Linked DNA regions of Gossypium hirsutum: region 2 is linked to region 1. A link is a contact called in public Hi-C data. All regions are on one chromosome and are shown on one strand. The core of a region is the stretch at or near the end of the contact, and the rest is flanking DNA. Distances in the headings are between cores, read along the strand shown. Region 1 holds the start of LOC107920694 (ras-related protein RABD2a). Region 2 holds the start of LOC107918261 (E3 ubiquitin-protein ligase AIRP2).

The links. Hi-C and Micro-C count contacts between places; a contact is called where the count stands out from the background.
Region 2: a contact with region 1 is called in a Hi-C map of leaf, with 1.8 times the contacts expected there. The contact joins the promoter of LOC107918261 here to the promoter of LOC107920694 in region 1. A contact is called at or near these places in 3 of 34 Hi-C or Micro-C datasets (leaf and petal).

The regions. Positions count from the first base shown.
Region 1 is chrD08:7,831,562-7,836,485 of Gossypium_hirsutum_v2.1, forward strand. LOC107920694 (ras-related protein RABD2a) reads right to left here and starts at 1,342. Exons shown (of 8, transcript XM_016850516.2): 1 at 979-1,342; 2 at 93-165. The coding sequence starts at 992.
Region 2 is chrD08:8,109,104-8,114,197 of Gossypium_hirsutum_v2.1, forward strand. It overlaps LOC107918261 (E3 ubiquitin-protein ligase AIRP2), which reads left to right and starts at 3,609. Exons shown (of 7, transcript XR_005917462.1): 1 at 3,609-3,747; 2 at 3,966-4,066; 3 at 4,644-4,866; 4 at 4,982-5,061.

The DNA.
Region 1 (4,924 bases), core at 92-2,591:
AAGGTGCTCATACAAATATCTTGAATGTGCAACAAAACTCTAAAAAGTTAAGAGATTTAATCTCAAATGCCAATTTAAGTCAAGAAACTTACAGCAAATCTCAAAAGAAGGCAAGATTTTCCAACACCGGAATCTCCAATAAGAAGTAGCTTGAAAAGATAGTCACTGCAAAAGTGTGCAACGACAGATAATGTTAACATACTTCTCAATGATGTAAGAACATGATATCTCCAATTATACCACGCATAACAAAGAGTTGATTTCCATAAACGAGGCAAAACACACAACACAAAGAGACTATTTCAGAAACCAAAACTAAAGTTGATATTGTCAGCAATAAAAACTCAAACACCAAATTATTTCCCAAAGATCAACCCAAACAATTCCACGTCATCGACAGTTGAATTCTTAATTTTGTTGGTGCATCAATATAAAATTCATTTCAATTCCATTCAAGTTAGAGCAAGTGAGCACATGTTTCCTACATCACCCTTGAAAAGGTAAATCAATGGACACTTTTTCGAGTTAGATTTGCTTCTTCATCACAAATAATCGATTTGGCAAAGACATCAGAACTTACAGTATATCTTAATACTATTTAAAATCCATTTCAAACCAAAATCCATTTAATTTTTTTTATACCATATAGATACTACAAAGGAAGGGCGTGAATAATTGAAGAACGCATCAAAGCTCGCATCTTTTCCTCCTTTTTTTTTCACTAAATCCCAGAGAGAAATCCCAGTTGGAAATAAGATAACTTTAGAAACAAATACAGACGAGAAAAGAAAATCCCAATTCCATCAACAGATCTAAGAGCAAAACCTAGCGACTTTCAACACCGAGAATTATAGTTTCTTACAAAAATTTCGAGCGTCATCGCACCACCAAGAAGAAAAATAACGTCACGAAATAAGAAAACAGCGCAAAAAAAAGAGTTAAAAATACTACTAAAATAAAAATAAAGAGAGAACTTACTATTCGGGATTCATGGTAGGCTGAAGAAAGTGGAAAGATCGAAGGATGAGATCGTCGAACTCGAAATGAAACTTCCGGCTATAGATCACAAAGATCTGACACCGTTTTGCCGGAAAAAGTCGGCTGGAGTAAGAAGAAGAAGAAGAAGAAGAAGAAAAAGAAGAAGAAAGATAAAAAGGGGGAAAAAGCAGAGATGAGAAGACACGCAAACGCAAGAGGCTGGGAGTCAGAAGCCTGAAGCAGAGAGAGTCTATTTAAAATTGAAGTAAACGGCAATTCTTCGTTTGGTTCTAAGGAACTCTTTGGATCTGGGTCTGGCATCGATTGAACTGGGCCATTGACGGTTACTCAAAAAACAAACAATAATGGGTCTGATCAAGCTCCAGTGTTTGTTTTTGGGGCTGGGCTTTGTGGCTCACTTTATTACTGTTTAAGAAAAATGCAACGGGGGATTTGAATTTTTTTCTTTTTTAAAGGTAAAAAATTATAAATAAATAAATTTCCTTTGCAATTTGTTTCTCCAAAAAAAAAATCATCAAGGACTAGTTTTTCTTTCCTTTTTTCTTAAATTTTTTCTAAAATATTATTTTATTATTTTATTATATTTATTGTCACATAACACACAAAATTAAAGAATCTAAGAAGTGATTTCACTCAATACCCCTAAACCCTAAACCTTATAATCCAAACTTCCCAATTGCACAAAATTATTCTTTGAAAAGTCCTTGCAATTGATTGAAAACCCCAAGAATAATTCTCAGTAAAAAAACAATTTATTGAAAATTCAATGATTTCGAGAAACATAGGTTCAGATGTATGGAGTAAACTTATCGATTTAGGATTTAGTAATCTCTTGATTGTAGGCTCACTTTTATACTTTTTTTCCCATTTTTAGTCTTTAAAAAATTGATTGAAAACCCATTTTAATGTCATCTTTCACCAATTTACAATGCTTAGGGTGAGTTTGGATGGGCGGTGCATTGAACTATGGTTAATGTAAAAACATTGGTGGTGGTGATATTAGATACTGTAGTGATACTGTAATGTGTGACAAAAAATAAGCTAAATGCATTGCACCATACCCCACCACCCATCTAAACCTACCCATAATTGGCACAAAATTCTTACCTTCCATTATGATGATATATGCCACCAAAAATACTAACGCATTATCAAGGTTTAATTTCCTTATTGTTCTTTTCAATTATTTGTTATTATTAATCATTTATTATAAAAACTCAGTTGTAATGGTCACTGATATTGAGGGTACAAATTTGGCAAAGATTGAATAATGTTGGCCATTGGCATATGCCTCTCTAAGTGTCAATGCAAGGATAATGCTAACGCTTAGTTTGGTTCAATGTAATGGCAAAGCTATTACAGGACGGTTCTAATTTCTATAGTAAAGTAGAGGTTCGATTCATTGGAATGCTTAAAACGCCGAATGGTGATTACAACTTCATTCCGAAAATCGTTGAATAGCCATTTAGGGGAGGAGGTGTCGAATTGGCTATTCTAGCCTCTCCATCGAATGACCTTCTTTTCCCTTCCGAAAACACCCTCACACTAAAATTTCTAAACGATTTCACTTTTTTTTTCTTTAGCCATCAACAATCTTTTGCTCAAATCAACCTGAAAGGAAGCAAATCAACTTGAAGGCCAAAGACCTACACTTCGTTTACCACTCCTAAGCGATTCCAACCCATTACTAGAATCGCCTGGTGCTCAGTAAGGCCATACTTGTTTTGATGGTAAATTTTTTTTCTTTCTCTTGAATAGAGAAGTAAATCAATGGCTTATAGTCGTATTCATTCAAGAAGTTATCCATTATCTACATGGTCCAAAAACAAGGCTGATAAATTGAAACTTTCAAGTTTCATTTTCCTTTTCCAGGTTGCCATCTTATTTTACTGAACATTTATAAATGAAAAAGGTTGAATTTTTTTCATTAGGTCATGGGTTTTCAATTTGCAAAACTCCTTATGTTAAATGTTCACAAAAGCTAGGTGAACAACCACTGGGCATTTCCAGAGTTGAAGTGGGTCTCATTTAAAAGATTGAATTCAATTTATCAAAATCTTGAATTAGAAGCCCAAAGTTACTAAATTTTTGAGGGTGCAGGAAACCAGTGAAAATGGTTGGAAAGAAAGAGCATCACTTGTGGAAGAAAAGAGATTTAGCTAACTCTGGACAAAAGGCACTCAATCTTGTTAGAATTGTAAGTTTAATTTGCTTATTTGTTCTATATTGGGTATAGTTTTTAGTTATAGTATGGATTTAGCATTTGAAGTTTAATTTTGATTTTTAATGATGTTTGTGTTGCATTTGCTTTGTGATTTCACTGTTACTATATACCCACTGATTGAAATATGTTTTGTACTAATGTTGTAGGAGTTATTCTATTATTTATTGAAAACCCATTTTATTGAAATTTTAGGGACCATTTTATTTTTTCTATATAAATTAGGGCTATTGTTCCTTCTGCAACCATGGAAGACTTTTGCTACTAATTACTAACACCATTTGCAGCTTGAACCAAACTTGCTTTATTCTGCAGTGGCTGCTTGAACCAAACTTACTTTATTCTAGGCATGACTTTTGATTGCAATCAATTTCTTTTTCGGGCTTAATTTATATGTAGTTTTAGTTGTAATGGTTCTTGGGTTTGATTGACTGTATGATTAATTTGGTGCAGCAGATACAATATGTAAAGACAAAGTCAACTTGTATCACCAAAAATGATGGAAACTTTGTTCCCAGAGAAAATAAGAAGAAGCAAGAAGAAAAAGGTGACAACCTAGTGTTTTAGTTCTCTGAATTGCTATATGCATAATGCATAGTCCTTATTGACTTAAAGAAAATGGTTTCTCCTGTATTTCATTTTCTTAGAATGTGAATGTAATTATTGCAATTAACGTGTTTATATTTTTCATCATTAGTCTATTGCCTTTTTTACCATAAGAAAAATAGGGGGTAGGGAAATTAAATTTTGCATCTTCCTTTAGTTTTCTCACGCTGAAAGATTCATTGAATGATTATTTGGTGTGCTTCTACTAATTCAACCTATTTGTTCAAGATGCTATAATTTAAGATGTGGTTGTCGGCTTTGTTATGTTTAGTATTTTCTCGAGTTAAAGTAGATTTCATGAAGTTGCTGATACTCAAGTGACAAAGTGGATGTTGAGTGTAACACCCCTAACCCGAATTCGACGCTGGAACAGGGTTACAGAGCATTACCGGACTTATAACTTAATTAAACAAACAACTCATGTACAATTCAAATTTAAATCAAAAACCATTCAAATTCATTCATATAGTCCCTAATACGAGCCCCCGAGGCCCAAAATAAACATTAAAAATGGTTCGGGACTAAACCGAGTACTCAAGAAATTTTTCAGTAAACATGTAAAATTTTCGAAGGTACAAGGGACATACGCCCGTGTGGCCAGGCAGTGTGTCTCACACGGCTAAGAGACACTCCCGTGTCTCAGGCTATATGGGCATTCGAAATGAGGCCACACGCTTATGTCCTTTCCCGTGTCCAAACTAATGAGCATACTGACTAGGGTCACACAACCAGACCACACGCTCGTGTGCCAGGCCATGTACCCTTCGAAATGGCCTCACATGCCCATGTGCCAGGCCGTGTGAAAACTGGAAGGTATACTGACTTGTGCCACACGGCCAAGCCACACGCCCGTGTGCTAGGCCGTGTAAAGCTACTGACTTGATTTCTAAGAAAGTTACAGGGGACACACGGCCGTGTCACCTGGCTGTGTGTCACACACGGCTGAGACACACGCCCGTGTCTCAGCCTGTATGGACAAAAATAGGCCATTTTCCAAGCCATATTTCTCACCCAAATTGGTACCAACCTACAAACATCAATATGCATATAACCATAGCATAAATAGGCATTCAAAACCGACCAATGTCAAGTTTATAA
Region 2 (5,094 bases), core at 2,359-4,858, 280 kb after region 1:
TTTCAACTCTTTGCTAAAAGTAAACTTCAAAATCACAGTGCCTTTCCCCTTACTTTTGGAAGTTTCAGCGTTGCCCATATAGAGTTTCTCCCCTTTCTCAAAAGGAACCAACTCAACAAAGGAGTCATTGTCGCAACAAATATGACGTGTAGCACCAGTATCAAACCACCATTCTCTTGGATTTGAATAAACCAAATTGATTTCAGAAATCACAGTGCAGAGGTCAAGATTAGATACTTCCTTAGAAATATTTTCCACAGCGTTGGCCTCATTTGTTCTGACCCTCTTTGGAAGCCTACAATCAGATGACTTGTGTTCCATCTTTTTGCAATTAAAACATTTTTCTTGAAATTTTGGCTTCTTGAAAACACCACATTTTGGTCCTAATTTAGACCCAGTCTGAGAATGTTTTCTTTTCTTGGAGTCATTTTTTACTTCCACTACGTTTGCCTTGGCAATGTTTGGATTGGTTGCTTTGTTTAGCCTTTTAACTGCACCTCAATTGTCTTATTCAATTCGAAGTCAGACAATTAGATCTTCCGCTGTCATTTCCTTTCTCTTATACTTAAAATAACTCTTGAAGTCATTCCAAGCAGGGTGAAGTTTTTCAATAATGGCTGCCACCTGAAAGGATTCACTTATCTCCATCCCTTCTACGAGAATACCATTTATGATCAGTTGGAATTCCTGCACCTGATTTACAACAACTTTAGAATCAACCATTACAAAATTTAATAACTTGGTAACTAAGAATTTCTTAGCACCATCATCTTCAGTTTTGTATTTATGGTCCAATGATTACTATAATTCCTTAGCTGTTTTCTTGATACCGTATACTTTATAAAGTTCATCAGATAAACTGTTCAAACTGTTCCATGCTTCGGTAATGTTAAAGGCGGTAATAGCATCTTCCTCATCCCCTCTAAAAATAGGAGGATCAGCCTTCAAAAATTTTGTCATATTTAACATGGTCAAATAGAACAACATTTTCTGTTGCCATGTTTTAAAATTCTCTCTAGTAAATTTCACAGGCTTTTCTTTGTGACTCATAGTCACAGGTAACGTTTGGCTTACAGCCTGAGCCTAAGCAGCGACAATTGCCTCAGCCTTTCAATTGGATGAATTGTTTGACGTATGAGACATTTTTTTGTAATCGAAGTAAAGAACCAGAATCTATAAATAAATTAAAATCTGAAACAGAAGTATAAACCAATCTTAAATAAGTATGATGGTAATCTATTCGCCTTAGATTAAAACTACAATAATTAATCTGTCTTAAGATTGTAAGAATATCCGATATCATATGTAGTATTAATATGTCAGTAAGAATGATAATGTAATACAATGCAGTAGCAATAACACAACAGAATACCTGTAATAGGACAAAGTTAAAAATTAGAAGAATAATTTTGGTGAGGCCTGTATAAACAGTTTTCTTAAGACAGATTCGACCTCTTCTCGGTGCTTTGAGTAACGTTGGACGTCTGTCTCCCAAGATACAACAACAAACGACACAGTAGTAGCACAACAACAGTGATCAATCAAACACAATCTTGCCTTTCTCTATTATCACACTACACCAAAACAGGCTTTTAGCGGCGTTTTTAGTGATGTTTGTATAAAAAACGCCACTAAAAATCAAGCATTAGCGGTGTTTTTAAAAAAATGCCACTAAGGATTGAGTATTAGCGGCGCTTTTTAAAAAACGCCGCTAAAAATGAGCAATAGTGGCGTTTTCCAAAAAGCGTCGCAAAAAACCTAAGTCTAACGACATCGTTTTCTGAGTTTTTGAGGCATTAGCGGCGTTTTTGAAAAAGCGCCGCTAATACTCAGGGCTTTAGCGGCGTTTTTAAAGAAGCGCCGCTAATGCTCAGGGCTTTAGCGGCGTTTTTTAAGAAGCGCCGCTAATGTTCAGGGCTTTAGCGGCATTTTTTAAGAAGCGCCGCTAATGCTCAGGGATTTAGCGGCGTTTTTTAAGAAGCGCCGCTAATGCTCTGATTTATCATATTAAATAGTTTTTTGGGTTTTATTTAAAGTTTTTTGGGTGCATTACTGAGTGTTTTTTAATTTACATATTAAATAAATTTTTATATAATTTTAAAAGAAATTTATCAATATAGTTTAAGGTTTTTGGTTTAGGGTATATGGATTAGAGTTTAAGGTAAAGGGGTTACTATTTTAAGGTTTTTGCAGATTTTTGTTAGTGGTTTGGATTCTAGTGTTTCTGTAACACCTTACTATTTTCTTCTTCCTATGGATACCATTACAGCTTGCAGTTGAATGTTTCTTTTAGGTATTTCTGCCTCCAATTCGCCTTCTATTTATTGATTGAATTTTTTTAAAATTGTTAGGTTTGGACATTGGTGCTAGGGAAAAGCAAGGAAATCCTAAAGTTGTTGATTGATTCAAGGTTCCAAAAGTAAAAATCAATTGCATTGCGGCATCTGTTGATGTGGATGAGGAGTTTGAATCTTCTGGAGTTGAAGAAACTAGGAGTAGTACTGTTACAACTAGGAGTTTGAATCTTTAGAAATATCTTTAAGATTAATGAACTATACTAAATGCGGTCACAAAACTTATGGAGGACAGTTATAAAGGTTGGGGTTTAAGGGTTAGGGGTTAAGGGTTTACGATTTATGTTTTATGATTTAGGATTTAGCGGATAGAGGTTAGGGGTTTAGGGTTTACATTAATTAGTGTTTTTAATTTATATATTAAATAATTTCTTATATAATTGTAAAAGAGATAATATTAATTTTAATATATTAAAATTATGATTATAGTTTAAATTATTTAAGAGCTTAATAGAAAAACTTTATATATATTAGCTGGTTTAGGACTTAAGGTTTACTTGAGATTTGTTAAATGATAAAAAATTATACAATTAATTAATGCTTTTATATTTAAAAATATTTAATCTAAACCATTTGATATATTTAAATATTAGATTTAACAAAAAACATTGATAAATAAATAAAAAAAGTAACAGATTGATATGTAGATGTAACTATCTATTTTGGATAGGACCAAATTATAACAAATAAAAATGAAATACAAAAACTAAAATCATTCCACATCGAACATCTAGCATAATAGTCATATTTTAGTTAGGAATAAATATCTCTAATAAAATGGAGATTAAATAGGAAAAGAATAATATAAAATCATGATGAACATTTCAATATTTAATAGAAATCGTGATTAACATTGGATAATTCTAACATAATAATTAATTGTAGCCATTTAATCATTTGTTTTCTTATTAAAATATGCATAATAGTTATATTTTAGTTAAGAATAAATATCTCTAAATAAAATGGAGATTAAATCGGAAAAGAATAATATAAAATCGTGATTAACATTTCAATATTTAATAGAAATCGTGATTAACATTGGATAATTCTAACTTAATAATTAATTGTAGCCATTTAATCATTTAAACATTTCAATATTTATTTTGAGAGTACTTAATTATTTTATAAAAATTCAATTTATAAAAAATAGTAATAAAAAATATTTTACAAAATCACTTAACTAAAAAATTTTAGTAAACAAAATAAAATATTTTTAGTAGAGCAAAACGACGTCGTTCTATTTAAAATAAAATAATTTTTTATAGCGTTTTTGGAAAAAACGCTGCAATAGATAAACAATAGCGGCGTTCTCACTCCCAAAAATTGATTTTTGGTTACCCGCTCATTACTCTTCTTCTCATCTCAGTCGTGCGCCCTAAATCCCCAAAGAAAAGTTTGTTTTTCTTCAGCTGAAATCCCCCAAATTTCTCATTTCCAGCAACACCAGTCAATACACCTACACCAATCACACTTCTTTTTCCTTTTCATTTCACTGCACTGAATTCAGTCACCATAGCTACTCCTTTTCTTTCGATCTGTTAGGGTTTCTTTTAATTTTAGGCTTTCAATAGAGTTTCCTTTTAATTTTACTGGTGATTTCTATGGTGACAGAAACCTTAGATGAGAAGAAATCGGAGGAAGAGGAGTTGAAAGATAAAGGAAACGAAGAGGGGGAGTAAGGCTGTTCGCTGAAATAAAGAGATAAAAAAAAGGTTGAAGAAGGTGAAGAATCTCTGTTTCAGTTTCTTTTTCTGTCTTTGCTTAAAAAAAATCTTTTTTCTTCTTCTTTTTTTTTGTTGTGTAAATAAGCGTATTGCCATAAATCATGTTTGTTTGCAAATTTGTAATATGACTTTAGGGACTGTTAATGTTATGTAAATTCTTATCGAATACTTTTTCTTGGGTAATGTTTTAGGGTTTATTAAATTTGTAATACTTTTCAGACACAATGTATATGCAGTTTCGAAAAGTGAGATGATTCCCCTCCCAAATTCATCTGTTAACCCAAGCATTGCGGACTTTAAGAAAGAGAACAGGTCTTCTTCTATTCTGTTAAAGAACTACGTCTACTGCTAGAGAGTCATTGTTTTGCAGAAAGATGTTCTATTCTATTATGTTCTGTTGTGTGAAAAGTAGAAAATTGTCTGTATGTGATAGAGTCTCGTTTGTGTTTGTTTTTAACCCAGGTAGTCTCGTTTGTGTTTGTTTTTAACCCAGGTGCTTTTATTCTGCTATACATTTTACACATATGGTTTGTAATTTGATATTTGCTGTTTCATTTTTGTTTAGGTACAAGAAGCTCCTAAGCTCAGTGGATCTTACAAAGGACTTCTTTTTCAGCTATTCATACAATGTTATGTGTAGTCTTCAAAAGAACTTGTATAATAATGAACCAGGTGAGGTTCTTTATGAGACCATGTTTGTTTGGAATGAGTTCCTGACCTGAGGAATCCGCAATCACCTCAAGAATACTCTATGGACAGTTGCCTTAGTGTATGGCTTCTTTAAGCAGGTTAAGGATGGATACTTGGCTAATTTTTTTTATTCATTTTTGCTGTGCTCAATGGATGGATGGTTATAATTTCTTTCTAAGCTTTATAGTTTGATATTAGGGTCTGTGAATGTAGGCATCCTTTTCTATATCTGGAAGGAGTTTCAAACTTTTGCTCATTGCAAGACGATCCCGTCACTATGAACTTGCGAAGAGGTAATCACTTAGGAATAGTTAAAAAAGACGCAA